Regions from separate parts of the Mustela erminea genome. Here region 2 is linked to region 1. Evidence: chromatin contacts called from public Hi-C data. All regions are on one chromosome and are shown on one strand. The core of a region is the stretch at or near the end of the contact, and the rest is flanking DNA. Distances in the headings are between cores, read along the strand shown.

Evidence for each region. A called contact is a pair of places that touch in the nucleus more often than the background predicts.
Region 2: a contact with region 1 is called in a Hi-C map of skeletal muscle, with 8 times the contacts expected there. The contact joins the promoter of ANAPC15 here to the promoter of CLPB in region 1. A contact is called at or near these places in 3 of 3 Hi-C or Micro-C datasets (fibroblasts, skeletal muscle and spleen).

What each region holds. Positions count from the first base shown.
Region 1 is chr9:57,056,339-57,058,865 of mMusErm1.Pri, reverse strand. It overlaps CLPB (caseinolytic peptidase B protein homolog), which reads right to left and starts at 1,260. Exons shown (of 17, transcript XM_032356714.1): 1 at 858-1,260. The coding sequence starts at 1,260.
Region 2 is chr9:57,309,821-57,312,347 of mMusErm1.Pri, reverse strand. It overlaps ANAPC15 (anaphase-promoting complex subunit 15), which reads right to left and starts at 1,265. Exons shown (of 5, transcript XM_032359567.1): 1 at 889-1,265; 2 at 62-191. The coding sequence starts at 181.

The DNA.
Region 1 (2,527 bases), core at 11-2,510:
GACCTATGAACACCATGCTTCCTGCCTTCCCGCCTGAGGAACTACTGAGAACCTGCGAGGTTGGACTCACATAAGCCAGAAGTCTGGCTGCCTGCTCTCCCAGTTCCTGCTCAACTCCCTTGCACCCAGGTGAGATGCCAACCTGGGTCAGCCAGCCCCCCTGGTTGCTTTGGGTCTCTAAGGATCCAACTTCTTTGTTTTTCTTCTCCTGCCAACTGCATGGCTGGGTAAGATCACCTCACACCTGAGACCAGGGACAACAAAATCCCTAGGAGGCTGATGGGCAGACCCAGACTGCTTAATTCAAGACTCAAAATAACAGCACTGTAAGAGTACTGAGAAATCATTCTTTACTGTGTAAGGGCAGAACCTGAAACCAGAGAGGAGCAAGGGGTGAGCAGTGGCAAAGGTGGCACTGAAACCAAGTCTGTACTCCTTTCTTGGGCCACCTTTCTAAACTATCTAATAGTTTTTTTTCTAAACTATCTAATAGTTGCCATTAGAACACACAGCAGTTTCTTGGGAGAACACTTAAGAGAGGAATTCGACCAGGCAGAATATTAGTGCATAAAAGGCCCACACTCTAATTTTAGAATGTCTCAATGTTTCCATTGTACAGATGGACAAAATAATGCCCAAACGAGGGAGCTGACCTATGACAGGAAGTTATCCAACTCAGAGGCACTGAGTCCTCCAGTTCACCAGCTTGCCCCAATAACCAGACGATGTCTGAGACCCTACAGGCCTGAAGCTCTGCTGACCTCAGTCTATAAGCAACTCCCGCCCTCCAAAGATACGGAGTCGGGTCACTCCTCCCGCCTCTGTCTTCCTCGAACCCAGACTGCCCGGATAATCACCCTTGTTAGACGGGTTCTTGCTGTAACAGTGAACCACAAGCGCGGTGGCCAGGGCCCATATGCTCAGTCCGGCCCTGCTGGGGACCCCGTTCCAGCTGTCCTGTCCCGGGAGTGTTTCTTCTGGGCTAGGAAGGCGTCCTGATGTTGCGGCTACGAGGCACGAGGTCTCGGTGAGTCCTCCCTGGCGCCCCCAGGTGGCTGCCCCTTCATGGGGGAGGAAGGCTGGCGATGTTCCAGGGCGCCCCCCGACGGCTGCCCTCAACCATTGCGGCTGCCCGCGGCCCGCGGTGGTCACACTCGAGCTGGAGGCACTTCCATGACTCCGGAGCGAAGAGGACCTAAGCAGCTGGAGGAGGAGCCGCGGCGCCGGCGCTGTTTTCCTCAACACCAGGGACCCCAGCATCGTGACAGCTACTTCGATTACCCCCTGGTGCCGGCCCCCGTGCTGGCCGCGTCCAACATGGCTGCCGCGGCGCGTTCGAAGACGCCGCGAACGCGGTGGAATACCGCACTACTTCACGGGAGTGGTAGTCCATAGCCTTAGACTTTTCCGTAACTGGAGAACAAATAAACTACATTTCCCAGAAAGCTGTGGAACTTGCGTCACAAAGACTGCCGACTTAGAGAAGCCTAGTGCATGTTGGGAAGTGGAGTTTGACTGAGGGGGCGTGGTAAGAGGGGAAATGCCTGGGTAGAACGTAGAGATTAGAATTGAAGTTCGATTCCCAGAGCCTTCTGCCAAGTTTAGTCAAAATACACGACGCAGGCGGACGCCTGGGTGGCTCAGTTTGGTTACGCCACTCCCTTCAGCTGGGGTCGTGATCCTGGAGTCCCAGAATCTAGTCTGGAATTGGGCTCCCTGCTCAGCGGGGAGTCTGCCTCTCCCTTTGACCCACCCCTCTCTCGTGCCCTCTCTCTCAAATAAATAAAAATCATTAAAAAAAATTTTTTTAATGCGACACAGGCTCTGACTACTGCAAGTTAAACAGAGATCTGCAGTAGAAAACTTTTATGAAATGTATGCTTATTTCTTTTAGCCTGTGTCTTTTTTTAGCCTGCGGCAGCTTTTCAAAAAAGAAGTCTAGGGGAACCAGTACACCTGTAATAACAATTCTCTTTATATTTTTACATAGACTTCCTTTAGGTTGAAGAGCTAACTCCCAGTCTTGTTTTCTCACTTGTGTTATTTTCGAAGGGGTTTCACGTGGGTTGTCGCATCGTATCTCATGACAGCTGCATGGGGAAGCTGGGCAAGAAATGTTATTCCTGTCTACAGGAAAGGGAATTTCAGCTCAGAGGTGGAAAAAATTGCTAATCCATCAATAAAAAAAGCTCAGGTCTTCTAACTCGGAGCTCAGTTCCGGCACCCCCATTTCTTCCTCTCTTTTCCAGACAGCCCACAAGGAAGAAGCTATTTTATGCCAGTCCCATCTCTTCTGCCCTTCCTTCTCTCCTCCAACTTCATGTCATCAGAGCCTTCTCTGACGATTTTATTTAAAATAGCAATTCTCTTTCCCACATGCTTCCTATCCTGCCTAATTTTTCTTCACAGCACTTACCACGTGATATACTGGAAATTAGTTGTTTATTGTCTCACTCCAATAGAACATGAGCCCCACAAAATAGGGACTTTGTTTTTTCTCTCTTACATTACTAGCACTCAGACCAAT
Region 2 (2,527 bases), core at 16-2,515, 250 kb before region 1:
CAACTCAGGGCAAAAAGCTATTACCTGACTAAGGCTCCGCCACTGTTAGGTCCTTACTCACCCAGGCCTGATGCTGTTGTTCTTGCTGCTGTAGCTCTGTCTCCTCCACACAGGGTCGATCCAGGTTAAACCACAATGTCTCCGTCACACGGGGGAAAAGTGAGGGAAACAAGGTGGACATGGCTCCTAGACTGAGGTAAAGGGCCAGGTGAAATCCAGCTACCAGGTGTCTTTGGTTGGGGTTTTATTTGGTTACAGTTTAATCTGGGGGTGAGGTGGAGAAGATAGGTAGGAGGGAAATAGCTTTTCTTGGTGGGAATTAGATAGACCTGGGTTTGATCCTGTTCCACCACTTACTAGCTGTTTTGACCTTGGCCAAGTCACTTAACCTCTCTGAGCCTCAGTTTCCTCATCTGTAAAATGGGGAATAATAATTATACTACACTCTCATAGTTATTCTGATAATTAATTCCCTTTATGGAGAAGTAAAGTGTTTAAACTGGTCAAGGCGGGGAAGAGAATGGAACCCAAATGTAGATCTATGAATGCAGACCAACACTACAAAATTAGAACAAGGCTCCACTGACACTATCTTTACCTCCTCCAAACAGTAAAACCTACTTCTTGCCCCTCTATGATGATCCCTAACATACTTACCCCGTGTCAGAAATTTAGGACTCTAATCACCTCTCTCCTGAACGAGAGCTAAACTGGGGTGGTGGTGAGGGGTTCCACGTGCAGTATGGTTCAGAAAGGCATGAGTAAATGGATAAGTAAATGGAAGGCTGAATGAACTATCATGTGAGAGAATAAGTAAATTCGGCAAGGATTAAGCAGCTGAGGGGGCTGACCAAAAGGTCCCAGAGAATCTGAATTAAAGTCTTTCACCTCACAGAAAAATTGAGGCCCTGCGACAGGCAACGACGGGCTACAGATCATGAGTTGGGGCACTGAATTCCCACAGGGAAGAAATCAAGGCCAGGCACTAGAGGAGATGAGCAGGAGAAAAGCACCTACGTCTAGTTCTGCTTTTACCCTAAACTCATTTGACCGATACTGGGCCAGCCGCTGCCCTTCCGTGAATCTCGGCTTCCCGTCCCATGACATTAGCACAAGAGCACCCAAGCTCACGTCCCCTACGCAGAAGAGGCCACTTAGGCCGAGGCGCGGAAAGGCCACCCCTTGCCACCAAGCCACCGCCCATTCTTCGCTTATTATGATAATGATGCGGGGTGGATCAACACGAAGAATGCAGGGGCGGGATTCGAAAAGGCATTTGCCCTTATAGGGTTACCAATAGCGAAAGGAACGGGGCCTGAGTAGGGCCAATTAACTGGAAGAAATGCTGGGTGACAGAAAATGACACCAATGAGTGACGGATCTTGGGCGACGGGGTGGGGCTTGGCCTCGAGGAAGCGCCAATGAGCGGGAGCTCTTTACTGTTAAAAGGAGTCTGAACTGAAGGACCTGAGGAGCCGCGGCAGGGCCACGGATTTTCTCTGGGGGAGGGCGAAGAGAAGCGGCAGGGAGACAGCGGCCGCAGCCTGCCTTCTGTACTTACCGCGCCGGGAGGCGGTAGCCGGCGGCGACCCGGAAGCACTTCTCTCGGCCTGAGCGGAAGAACCCGCCAGAACCCGAGCAGCACCGGCGCGTGCGCCTTGGCTTCCTTTTGTTTCCCGCTCCCGCCCACCACACCGGATGTGACGTTACACACTTCAATCACAACGTTGAGGTTGGAAATTTGCCTACTCTATTGGCCCCTCCTTGAGCCTCCGCCTTTCGGCCTCTCCAGGCCTCCCCAAAAGCCCTATTTAACACCGCCCCTTCGTTCCTAGCCAGGATCGGTTTGCCAACCCCTGCGGAAAAATAGCTGGCAGCAACCGGCTTTAGTACTAGGACTGTTTGTCCTGCCGCGTCCCAGGAAAATCCGTCTACTTCTACCCCAAGATCGCTGGGTGTTATTACTACCCTTCCGTCTGTTCCTTCTCACCTTCAGTTTGTTTGGGCGCATACACTGAATTATGTATGACTTCTATAGAAATCATGGAGTCCCTGCTATATTCCAGGCTCTGCTAGAAGCTGGGGCTAAATCTAGAACATGGTCCCTGCCCCCACAGACCTCACAGTCCAGTGGAGAAGCCAGACTCTGCAGACCCACCGCGGACTCACTGGTTTCTTAAGATTGCCTGTCCAGTTTGCGTTGGTCTGAGTGACTGACTAGTCAGCCTCAGGGCACTGCTTTTGGGGAAGTCAGCTGCCCTAATACCTTAGTGGTTAATTTCGTCATCTCTCCCAGTCCTATGCTGATGCTTCTGTTACAGTAACCTCTGACTCAGCCTCCCCTTCAGAGCTCATGCCTTCTTGTAAACTGGCAATCCATCAATTCCAACCCCCATTAAGCTCCATCACTCACCAGCCTCGTCAAGGACTAGCAGTCATCCACAATTCCACTCCTGGCCACACCCAACGTGTGAACTTTAACAAGTCCCTTTTTCTCCCAACCTGGATTCAGTTTCCTCTTCAACCA